2 separate regions of the Sus scrofa genome follow, and region 2 is linked to region 1. A link is a contact called in public HiChIP or PLAC-seq data. All regions are on one chromosome and are shown on one strand. Each heading gives the region's core, a stretch centred on a gene start, on an enhancer-like site or on the middle of the called end of the contact. The rest is flanking DNA. Distances are from core to core; before and after follow the strand shown. Region 1 holds the start of ARHGAP10 (rho GTPase-activating protein 10). Region 2 overlaps ARHGAP10 (rho GTPase-activating protein 10).

Region 1 (6,339 bases), core at 1,608-4,107:
GACCTGGTTGACTGTTACTCTTTCTGTATCTCCTCCAGTCTCAGGTCTTTCCTTGACCTCTTTTGACTCAGACGTTAAAGAGAAGATCCACCGACTAGGCCGATGATTGACCAAGACTGCAATTTCAAATGACCTCATCAAGCCATATCCAAACACTGCAGAATCTTACTAATTCTAAGAAGTAGGACAAGAGAAACTCAACACAAAATAATTAAGTGACCTGCTCAACTGCCCTGCAGTCAGGCCCTGCGAGTGAAGGCGAATTACACTCAGGTGTCCTGACTTAAAGCCAGTGCTCTTAGCCTTTGATAGGAGCAAGCTGGGCAAAGGCCAGGTCCTCCTAACTTCCCACAAGCACTGAGCTAAGGCTGTGTTTTGCTCCTCCTCTGGAAAAGAATTTAATTCCCCATAAGGAGAAAAAAAGATAACTTTCTGGTTGATCTCTAAAGCATGAGCAGAAACTATGTTTCTTATGGTAAAGAGCAAGAATCAAAAGGAGTAAGAGGCCAATTTGCAAATTCAAGACAGTTTAGTTCAGGAGGAAGGCTGACAGCTGTCCCCCCTCCCCATGGAGGAGCTGTGGCTAGAACACCAGGCCTGTGTCCTGTTGGCTGAAGAGTGATTATGCAGTCACATAAATAGCTTTCTACCAGCAGCCAAACTAGCTTTGCCATCTGCCTCTCCACACCAAAGCCTCCCTCCAGGCATCCCTCATTCCCAAAGGAGTTGCTACACTCAGTAGGAGAGAAGGTGCATTCCCCCAGCCAGAGCCACTGGTTACGACCAAGCCACAGAAGGAAAGAGTCAAGTTCACTACACCTACACACACCTACACCTACACACACACACACACACACACACACACACCCTCCTCACCTCCTCCTTTCTTCGCTCACTTCTACATATTTACAGCCCCTCCCTACTTCCATCCCAACACATATACCCAATGCCAAGGCACTGGAGAGCCACCCACCAGATAATGCCCACTCATCACATGTCCCAGACAAAGTGATGCCCAATCCTCATTTTGCAACACCGGAGAGATCACAGAATCCAAAGAAAGCCTGGACCTCACGCAGAGAAGTTGAATGACTGCTTCCAAAATTACAGAGATGACTCCCTGAATTCTTCCATAAAAACGTCTTTCTTCAACTCATTCATTAAATAAATATTTACTGTTCCAGGCACTGAGCTGGTAGTTGAGGGTAGTTGGGTTCAGGGTGTCTTCATCTTCCTTAATGCAAAGTGGTGGGGGTTGGGGGCTAGACATGGGGTATTTTTCCCAGCTGGCTGTATGGGTAGGTCTTTTTCTTTCTTTTCTTTTCTCTTTTTTTCTCTTTTTTGGCCGCCCAGTGACCTACGGAGTTCCCAGCACCATTTGCGACCTAATTGCAAACCCAAATCCTTTAACCCACTATGCTGGGCCAGGGATCCGAAACTGTGTTCTGGTGCTGCAGAGACGCCACAGACACCGTTGCGCCATAGCAGGAACTCCGAGTAGGTCTTTTTAAGACGGAAGAAGGGGGACTGATCCCTCAGAACCGGCTATGGGTTACAGGTGCGGTCAGGCTGCCCAGCGCCTCACTCAAGTTAATGCCTCCCCATTTCCAGCCGCATCACCAACTCTGTTGGAGCGCGAATTTCAGGCCACCTCTCTCCTAGAAAAGCTCTTTTCGGATAATGTAGGTACATCTTAGCCCTCCTGGCCACTTCTGAGTTGTTCAAAAGAGAGAGAGGAGAAGAGAAAAGCAGCAAGCTGGCCGGGGTGGAATTCCCTATTTGCAGGCAGTGCTGGCTCCGGCCAGAGGGCAGGCTGTCTGCTCAGCCTCACAGCCCCAATCTTTGAACCCTTCTCAGCGCAGGAGGAGGGAAGGAATGCGCGGAAGGCAGCCACAACGCCAGGTGGACTTTCTGGTTTAGCTCAGTAAGGGACCCAGGCTGAGACTGTTGGAGGAGATCTGCAAATGGCACGGAAAGTGTACGGTTTAAGGGACTTGTGAACAATTCAACACCCAGCAGGTTTTCAAAGAATCCCCAGGCAAGTTCTTGGGAGAGGTCACAAGCCAAGAAACTCACGTTTCTGTTTCGGGCCAGACAGTGAGCAGCTCTAGGGGGCAACAGAACTTGCCCGCGGGCGGGTCCGGCGGGGAAAGCAGGCGCCGGAGCCCCGGGGCTGGCGGGCGGCGCGCTCGGACGCACAGCTCCCGGCTTCAGCCGCTGCGCAGGCGAGCAGGGCAGGAAAGGGGACTCGCCCTCGGCTGCCCGGAGAGCCCGGAAGGAACGATCCCGGGGCCTCCCGGTCCCCAATGAGTCTCCCGATCCTCCGGCAGCCGGCCCTCCGGCACGGGACTGTCGGTCTCCCTCCGGGAGAGGCTCCTCCTAACCACGCCGCGCCGCAGCCCGCCCGCGCCCGGGTTCCCTCTTACTTTTGGTCGCCGCGATGAGGTTCTTCCCGTCCTTGATGAGCTCTTTGATGAACTTGTTGGTCCTCTCCAGCTCTGCTTCGTGGGCGCGGATCCTCTCCCGGAACCACGGGCTGTCGAGGTAGCAGTCGCTGAACTCCAAAGGCTGCAGCCCCATGACGGCGGCGGTCCGCGCGCACAGCCAGCCGCCCGATCGCCCGCTCGCCGAGCGCACAGCCCAAGCCGGGCTCCGGGGCCACCACCAGGTGCGGGGCCGAGCGCGCAGGAAGCGCGGGAGAAGCTAGCAGTCCCGGGCGCGCGGCGAGAGCAGCGCCGGCATGTCCCGCGGAGGTGAGGCCGGCCGCACTGAGCTGCACCGCCGAGGGGAGCGAGAACCGGGCGCCGGGATCCCGGCAGCCTCTGCCAAAGCTCCGGCGCCGCGGCCCCGCCCCGCTCGGCCCCGCGCTGCACGCCCTCCCGGAGGCGCGAGCCCGCCCCGCCCGGGCGCCTCCCGGCCCGCCCCTCTCCGCGCTGGCCGAGCGCCCTCTTCTTTTTCCTCCGCCACCTTCTTCCTCCTCTCCCTTCCTTCCCTTCCTTCCCCACGACACTTCTTCCTACTCTTCCCCACGCGCAGTGGCCCCTCCTCTTCCTTCCGAGGCTCCCTCGGTTTAGAATTTCGCCCCGCGGCTCTCCTCCAGACCCGGGCGCCACGCCTTTTCTTCGGCCCCCCTCTTCGGGGTGACTCACTATCTGCTCCCCCCGATGCAGCTTGACCCAGACCGGGAAGGGACGTCTTCAGAGCATCTCTAATCCCGCTACCCGGCGACTTAACTCAGAGGTCCGGCTTGCTAGAGGACACAAATGAGTCCGATATCCCATCCATCCTGGAGTGGACCCTGAGTTGTGAACGGCTCTCTATTTCCCATTCTCCGTCCCCATCTAAAGTAAAATGCCTGCTAAATCTCCGCTTTAGATTGAAAGCTAAGGGCGGGGAGCTGCTCTTACACTCGTCTATGTCACCACACTGACGACTTAGGGGGAAGGAGAGGGTGTCTAAATCGTGTAAGAATTGTTTCTCTTGTATTCAGCGGATTAAATTCGCTTGAATAAGTAGAGTCGATCTTTATTATTCTAAAAATAACCACTGGAACGAAGATGCCAGGTTCGGGGTAGTTTTCAGGAGGTCGGGGATGATGGTCAAATGAGAATTTGTCAATGCCCCTAGAAAAGGATATTATTCCCTTTGTCCTAAAACAACTCAAATGTGTCCCCCAAATGTTGAGACATTTTAAATTATTGAAATCCTTACCTGAAAGAAACCAATTTTTCATTAGATTAACTTTTAATAAAAGCAGCTAACAGTTTATTAAGCAATTATTATGTGCCAGGCACACACTAGTGACTCCACATACATTTTTCTACAGGCTCACAACATATGTTTACATACATAGGTCCCCTAATGATGTTAATAGTACCGAGAGACCTCAAAGTGATTCTTTAAAAGGTTCAGACTGGGAACTGGGTAATTGAGCCTCTGGACAGCTTGTGCTAGGAGTGTAACCCTCAGGAAAAAGTTAACTAAGCCTCCTACTCGATAAGCTCTTTTGTTACAAAACAGCTCTGTGAGTGGCTAACCTACAGATAAACAGATAAACATTATTGCTTTTAATGTCCATCCTCTGGAGAGTTCAAAATGTTTTACTAATAATTTTTATGGTTGAAAAGCTTGGTTCCTGCTAAAAATCAGCAGGGGACTGGAGTCTACGGAGGAGAAAATATAAGAGGCAAATAAAAGGGTGAATGTAACAGTGAGGGCCTTGCAAAACCGCCAGACCCTGACAAGCAGAGAATCCTCCAAGCAAAATCCTAATCGTTCCTCGTAAAGTGGGGCTGCTGACACTTCCCAGAAGTGTTCAACATGAACTTAATATATGAACCAGCAACTCCACCCCCTAGGCATAGACCCAAGAGGAATGAAAACATATGTCCATGGTAGCAATGTTCATAATAGCCAAAAAGTGGGCTCAACCCACATGTCCACCAGCTGATGAGTGGATAAACAAATACATGGGCATCCATACAATGGACTAATGAATCTACAATCAAAAGGAATGAAGTACTGACACATGCGGCAACATGGTGAAAGAAGGCAGCCACACAACACCACATATAAAGTGATTCCGTGGAAAGTCTCTGGATATTAATCAGGAGTGTGGTCAAGAAGGCCTCATGGAAGGTGTCATTTAATCAATGACCAGAAGCTTCAGTAAGAGTTGACCATTAAATGCGAGGTGGGAGCAGAGGAATCCAGGCAGGGAAGCAGCCTGTGCAAGCCCCCCGGAAGGACAAGAATCTGGTGCATTCCAGAGACTAAAAGAAGATCAGGTGGCTCAAGCATGAGAGAGAGAAACTGGCTCAAGACGGTGCTGGGTTGTGGAGGGCCAGCAGGGGTCACATCAGGCGGAGCCTCATAGGCCACATAACAGTGATGAAAGAAATTTCCACATATTGAAGTATGGGGAAGTCATTCTGGCTTATACATGATTTAACTCACATTTTATGCTAAAACGGCCTGTTTGTGGCCTAGCAAACATACATTGTTCATCTGCTTTAATTATTCACTTATTTATATATTTTTTGGTCTTTTTCTAGGGCCGCACCCTCAGCATGTGGAGGTTCCCGGGCTAGGGGTCCAATCAGAGCTACAACCGCCGGCCTATGCTGGAGCCACAGTGATGTAGGCTCCGAGCCACGTGTGCGACCTACACCACAACTCACGGCAACACCGGACCCTTAACCCACTGAGCAATGCCAGGGATCGAACCCACAACCTCATGGTTCCTAGTTGGATTCGCTAACCACTGAGCTACAAGGGGAACTCCCATCTGCTTTAATTATTAAAGAAAACAGCACATTGACCAGTAGTAAAGAATGTCCATGTTAAAAAACAAAGATTAAATGCCTCCCTTCCTTTTACACCAATGCTGGCACCCCAACCGTGGTAAGACTCCCTTCCTAGGGGCCAAGGCCATACTGACTCACTACTTCATGCTGACCTGGTTTGCTTTGTTTTTTGTTTTTTTTGTTTTGTTTTGTTTTGTTTTGTTTAAACCTTGAAGGAATGTATCCCTGACTTATTTAATATTCTGTTCTGAGGAGATAGAAAACTGGGCTGAAAACTGTGCTTCTCTGAAGCAGTTGCTCAGAGTTATCTGAGAGGCCGTCTTCCAGGCTATAGTTCTTGGTTTGGCTTGAATAAAACTATTTTCTATTCCTATTATAGACTGTTTATTGATTATCTTAGTTAACAATAGGTTTGAGGATTGTATCTTCATGCTATGGGGAGTCTTTGAGGAGTTTTCAGCCTGATGGTAGCAGGATCTGGTTTGTGTTTTCTCTCCAGGTGCTTCCAGGGGGAAGGCTTTTGGAGTTCTCTGGACAAGACATGGTACAACTTCACCCTCCAAGTGACTGAGGAGACAGAGAGTAAAAGCCAGATCAAAATGCGTGTTAGAGGGAAATTGAAGCACTTGACAATGGCCCAGATACAGAAATGAGGAAGAAGATGTCAAAGATGGTCCCAGGCTCTTGGCATGATGGATTACATGGATGGCTGTGAACTCTAGGAACCTTTACTGCAAGGAAAACGGGGAAAGTCTGTGTGGATGGTGACTGGGATAGGCAAGATTAGTTTCACCTTCAGCTCATGAGGCTTAAGGCGCCTGGAAGATATTCAAGCACATAGGTCAAGTGGTCAGGGGGGCATTTTCATGCTTTGCTCAGTGCTTGGATGAGTTAAGGATTTGAATCCATGCAGGTTGGTTCTGGTTCCCATCTAGGTAAAATAAGGGCCAACTCAGATGAAAACTTTCCTTTAGGTAGGTTTCCCTACATACAATATTCTTTGCCTGATGAGTCACAAAGTTGCCACCTATAA
Region 2 (6,339 bases), core at 1,486-3,985, 120 kb before region 1:
AACTACCATGAGATACCACCTCACACCAGTCAGAATGGCCATCATTAATAAATCCACAAATAACAAGTGCTGGAGGGGCTGTGGAGAAAAGGGAACCCTCCTGCACTGCTGGTGGGAATGTAAACTGGTACAGCCACTATGGAGAACAGTTTGGAGATACCTTAGAAATCTATACATAGAACTTCCATATGACCCCGCAATCCCACTCTTGGGCATCTATCCAGACAAAGCTCTACTTAAAAGAGACACATGCACCCGCATGTTCATTGCAGCACTATTCACAATAGCCAGGACGTGGAAACAACCCAAATGTCCATCGACAGATGATTGGATTCGGAAGATGTGGTATATATACACAATGGAATACTACTCAGCCATAAAAAAGGGTGACATCATGCCATTTGCAGCAACATGGATGGAACTAGAGAATCTCATACTGAGTGAAATGAGCCAGAAAGACAAAGGCAAATACCATATGATATCACTTATAACTGGAATCTAATATCCAGCACAAATGAATATCTCCTCAGAAAAGAAAATCATGGACTTGGAGAAGAGACTTGTGGTTGCCTGATGGGAGGAGGAGGGAGTGGGAGGGATCGGGAGCTTGGGCTTATCAGACACAACCTAGAATAGATTTACAAGGAGATCCTGCTGAATAGCATTGAGAACTATGTCTAGATACTCCTGTCGCAACAGAAGAAAGGGTGGGGGAAAAAACTGTAACTGCAATGTATACATCTAAGGATAACCTGACCCCCTTGCTGTACAGTGGGAAAATAAAAAAAAAAAAAAAGTGACTGCCAGTGACAGGCCTCCTTGAAGGTAACATTAAAAGGTGTGACAGTCATCACACACACAGCACTGAAGGAGCGCATAGGGTAGAGCCTGCACAAACCTGAAGCCAGAAAAACAATGAAGAAATAAAGAAATGGGGCCTCCGGATAGAATCTGGCCACTGAGCAGCTCAAAACACCAACTATTGCCTCTGGAGTGGATAAGCAATGAGATCCTGCTGTATTGCACTAAGAACTACGTCTAGTCACTTATGATGGAGCATGATGGAGGATGATGCAAGAAAAAGAATGTACATCTATGTGTGTAACTGGGTCACTTTGATGCATTGTAGAAAATTGACAGAACACGATACACCAGCTATAAGGGAAAAAAATATTTCAAAAATAAAATGGAGTTCCTGTTGTGGTGCAGCTGAAACGAACCCAACTAGGAACCATGAGGTTGTGGGTTCAATCCCTGGCCTCGCTCCATCGGTTAAGGATCCAGCATTGCCGTGAGCTGTGGTGTAGATGACAGACGCGGCTTGGATCTGGCATTGCTGCGGCTTTGGTGTAGGCCGGCAGCTACAGCTCCGATTTGACCCCTAACATGGGGACCTCCATATGCCTTGGATGTGACCTTAAAAAGCAAAAATAAATAAATAAATAAATAATTTTAAAAATACAAAATAAAATCAATTCACCTTTCAATAGGGCAATTTATTTTGCAAGCTGATTTGCAGGAGATATAGGTGACCCTTGAACAACGTAGGTTTTAGCGGCACCAATCTTGGAGCAGTCAAAAATCCAAGTATAACGACAGCTGGTCCTCAGTATACATGGTTCCATATCCACGGAGTCAACCAACCTCGGACCTTGTAGTGCTGTAGCATTTACCACTGAAAAATATCCACATATCTGTAGACCCACAGAGTTTAAACTCGAGTTGTTCAAGGGTCACCGCACTCTGCACGAGCATATCTGCAGCTGGGAACGTCTGGGGAGTGGAAGATTCGAGGTCAAAAATTTATAAAAACCCAGTAGGTAGATAAAAAAGAAAATAGATTTACTGTCACATTCAATTTTCATTTCCACCATATGATCCTCATCCACCACTACCATCACCCAATTAAAGTGAGAAAAATAAGAAATGTTTACATGCAAAACCTGTCAGAGAAAGGTTCAAAGAGAAAGAACGAAGATCTTCAAGCTTTAAAACAGCCTAAGAAGATGGCAGAAAAGAGCATCAGAAAACTGCAAAGCAGAGCCATCAGATCGTCAGATCCGCAGTCTCCTTTGGATCCCTAAAGCCAATGACTTGCCCAGGGTCACAGACGTGGAAGCAGATCTGCAATGTCCTGCTAGGAAGCCAACAGACACAAACCAGCTTCATGCGGCTCAGCAAACAACCGCAGGAAGAGGACTTGGGGGAGGCGGTAGAGACCCCCAGTGACCTCCCCTCGACACACAGTCCTTCCCTAAAACCTGTAAAGAATTACGCCCAAACGACGAGTCTAACAAGTCACTTAAAGCAGAAGTGATTCCATAAATAGCAACTCAAGAGCTGGCCCGCTTTGGATCCGTCTGTACAGCTCCAGCCATGGAGACCACAATGTTTGTTGGTAGAAAGGATTTTAATAGTGTGTTTACAAAGATAAAGGAGAGAAAAAAAAAAAAAAAAGAACTCACATCCTCAAGGCACATGGGGATAAAAACACAAATATAAAAACTCTCTTCCCTACCTAAAACCCATGTCACGCCCTTCCCCTTGGGCCAAGCCAAAAATGGTCAACAACACACAAATGATGCTTTTTCCTCCCTCAAGTGCATGCACGGCATTCAGGAAAGGCTGGTGGAAATTATTTCTCTGAGATAATTTCAGAGCGCAGTTCGCAAACGCTAGACATTGCTAAATATATCCGAGGCTCCCTGTGTCAAAGTCGCTGCCTTATTCCCAGAAATCCTGGCTATGGTCCAGGTCTTTGAGGGCAGAGTCTAAGGTTCGCTCACCTTTGAATCTCCAGCCCCCATAACAATACTGGCACATAACAGAAGCCCAATACACTTGTGTTAACTTGAAGGAGACGAGTCCTATCACAGAATGTTCTCATCCCGGTTGCAATGGCAGGCTGGTGCAGCAGCATTTCTCACCTCAAACCCTCGTGTGATGCTCCGCTCCGCCACAAAACTGAGAGGGGGCACGGAAATCACCACCTCCCTAGAGAAATAAGAGCTTTCATTCAGGAGTTCCCGTCGTGGCGCAGTGGTTAACGAATCCGACTAGGAACCATGAGGTTGCAGGTTCGATCCCTGGCCTTGCTCAGTGAGTTAACGATCCGGCGTTGCTGTTAGCTGTGGTTGCAGACGAGGCTCGGATCCCACGTTGCTGTGGCTCTGGCGTAGGCCGGTGGCTGCAGCTCCGATTCGACCCCTAGCCTGGGAACTGTTAGCTGTGGTTGCAGACGAGGCTCGGATCCCACGTTGCTGTGGCTCTGGCGTAGGACGGTGGCTGCAGCTCCGATTCGACCCCTAGCCTGGGAACCTCCATACGCCACAGGAGCGGCCCAAGAGCGGCCCAAGAAATGGCAAAAAGACAAAAAAAAAAAAAAAAAAAGAGCTTTCATTCAGAGTAAATGCGTCCTTTGGTTAAAGACATTTTTAAAACTCTCTATGGAAAGGTGTAGCCAAAGATGCTGATGAGAGGTTTTACCATGCCGTCCAGGTGTTTTTGTTTTCAATTCCATATTCCCCAAGGGGGGGGGGGCGGGGAACGCATTTGAAACATACAACAACAGATGGGTGACTCCAACATGTCCTGCAAAGCTGCCAAGTGTGCAGAGGGGGTATGTTCACGCAGCAGAGGCATCTATGTGTGCTGTTTACAAGTGTACTCGAATTAGACACAAACCTTTACGGCTCCAAGTTGCTCTTTCCTGAATTTTTCCAAGGGTTTAATCAGGGTCTCGGTTACACTTAATGCCTAGAGAACCAGAGGGATCACAAAAGAGCAAAGGGTTAGGTTTCCAAAAAGGAAAAAATGAGTTTTTCATTTCCCTCTTCCATCCCACCCAGAAATAAAATGAGCAACACACTGAGCTGCTTTATCTCACCCTGCCAATGCAACTATTAAATCACTTCTAAATTTATTAACACACTAGATCTCCATAAATATTTTCAGGGCAGAGGAGGTGGGGCAAAGTGCCAGGGAAACATGCAACCCAGGCCCAACACAGCCCTTTCTTCAGGGAAAATAGCAAGAGGGTTGTCTTTAGGCAACAAAGGGGCCTATCACACTCATTAACAGGAACATTTCTGTTTGAATTTTTTTTCCTCCCCCTGCTCAGAAATTTAAAAGTCAATGGCATTCCTTTACTAGTGATCAGACTACATTATGTAGAAGGCTAGGTTTGTGGCCTCAAGTTTAAAATGTACCCAGACTTTCTTTCATCCCTGAAAATTCCCCAGAAGGCTTTAGGCAAAGCACAGCAGTCACTGCAGCTCAGGATAGTTGTCCGTCCAAAGGCTGGGGGAGCCAGTGAGATTGTCACCATCACAGGAAGCACACACACACTCCACCCACAACCGCATTCAGGCTTTTACTGGCTGGTGTGATGCTTGTCATTTTATGATAGAATCTACCTATCACTTATATGTGGAATCAAAAAACTACAACTAGTGAGCAAAAAAGAAGCAAACTAGAGTTCCCGTTGTGTTGTGGCGAAGCAGAAATGAATCCAACTAGGAACCATGAGGCTGTAGGTTCGATCCCTGCCTTCACTCACTGAGTTAAGGATCTGGTGTTGTCGTGAGCTGTGGTGTAGGTCGCAGACCCGGCTCGGATCTAGCACTGCTGAGGCTGTGGTGTAGGCCGGCAGATGTAGCTGCCGTGAGACCCCTAGCCTGGGAAGCTCCATGTGCCATGGTTATGGCCCTAAAAAGACAAAAAAGAAAAAAAAAAAAAGGCAAAAAAAAGAAGCAGACTCACAGATATAGAGAACAAACTCATGGTAACCAGTGGGGAGAGGGAAGGGAGGAGGGGCAATACAGAAGCAGGGGATTATAAGGTACCAACTATTAGGTATAAAATAAGCTTCAAGGATATATTGTACAACATGGGCAACACAGCCAGTGTTTTGGAATAACTATAGATGGAGTATAACCTTTAAAAATTGTGACTCACAGTATTGTACACCTGTAACTCATACAGTATTACCATACATCAATCATACTTCCTAAAAATTTTTAATAAAAAAATGTTAAAAAGACAACATGCAATTGCAAATGGGATATTTACCAAGGAGGATGCATTTAACCACAATATGCTGGTGAGCAGCGGTGTTCTCACCATTTCCAGAAATACCCAGAAGAGTGCAGAAAAGCTCAAAACACTTTACAACAATGTGCCATCCCTCCTCTTTACAAAAAAAAAAAAAAAAAAAAAGGCCCACGGAAATTCAAGCTTAAAATTACAGGGGGAAAAAAATGACTTCGAACAGGAAAAGTTTATTAATTTAACCAAAGGCTCCTTTGCCATGTTTCATTATGTAAGGGTTTCTCCCCCAAGAGACCACTCATCCTGGGAGATGGGGAATCCTGAAAATACCAATCATGCCTACATTCGAGACATCCCAAGCTAGAACTCTCTTCCCCAGGCCGGCCACTGGCTCCCACCCCCTCCCATCCTGATCATTTGTTACTTAGGTGTTAGTGCATTGCTGACACCCATTTGCAGCAACATGGATGGACCTAGAGACTCTCATACTGAGTGAAGTAACTCAGAAAGAGAAAGACAAATATTATATAACATCACATATGTGAAATCTAATAAAAAATGATACAAAAGAAATTATGTATAAAACAGAAACTCAGGGGAGTTCCCGTTGTGGCGCAGTGGTTAATGAATCCGACTAGGAACCATGAGGTTGCGGGTTCGGTCCCTGCCCTTGTTCAGTGGGTTAACGATCCGGCGTTGCCGTAAGCTGTGGTGTAGGTTGCAGACGCGGCTCGGATCCCACGTTGCTGTGGCTCTGGCGTAGGCCGGTGGCTACAGCTCCGGTTCAACCCCTAGCCTGGGAACCTCCATATGCCGCGGGAGCGGCCCAAGAAATAGCAACAACAACAACAACAAAAAAGACAAAAAGACAAAAAAAAAAACAAAAAAAAAAACAAAATAAAAACAGAAACTCACAGATTTCAAAGCCAATCTCACAGTTACCATAGACGAAACCATTGTGGGGAGAAAGGAATTGAGAAGATGGGAAGAGGCATTCCTGTTGTGGTGCAGCAGGAACAAATCTGACTAGGAACCATGAGGTTGTAGGTTTGGTCCCTGGCCTCAGTCACTGGGTTAAGGATCCGGCGTTGGTGTGAGCTGTGGTATAGGTCGAAGTCTCGGCTTGGATTTGGTGTTGCTGTGGCTGTAGCTCTGATTTGACTCCTAGCCTGGGGACCTCAATATGCCGAGGGTATGGCCCTAAGAAACAAAAAAAAAAAAGAAGAAGAAAAAGGTGGGAATAATGTACACACACTACTGTCTAAAATAGACGATTAACGAGAACTTACA

The links. HiChIP or PLAC-seq counts read pairs in DNA pulled down with a chosen protein or histone mark.
Region 2: a contact with region 1 is called in an H3K27ac HiChIP or PLAC-seq map of skeletal muscle. The contact joins the enhancer-like site here to the promoter of ARHGAP10 in region 1. A contact is called at or near these places in 7 of 47 Hi-C or Micro-C datasets (brain, embryonic fibroblasts, fetal skeletal muscle and 4 more) and 2 of 2 datasets of contacts at active chromatin or transcription factors (alveolar macrophages and skeletal muscle).

Annotation. Positions count from the first base shown.
Region 1 is chr8:81,021,644-81,027,982 of Sscrofa11.1, forward strand. ARHGAP10 (rho GTPase-activating protein 10) reads right to left here and starts at 2,858. Exons shown (of 23, transcript XM_021100659.1): 1 at 2,427-2,858. The coding sequence starts at 2,580.
Region 2 is chr8:80,901,741-80,908,079 of Sscrofa11.1, forward strand. ARHGAP10 (rho GTPase-activating protein 10) reads right to left here. Exons shown (of 23, transcript XM_021100659.1): 4 at 3,685-3,756. Among named protein-coding and RNA genes, the nearest start is that of ARHGAP10, 120 kb to the right of the region's middle. Within about 2 kb of position 2,736, at least 17 of the 83 cell types and tissues checked have an H3K27ac peak or open chromatin away from gene starts, as enhancers often do. A contact at or near this core is called in fetal skeletal muscle and skeletal muscle, where this site is marked.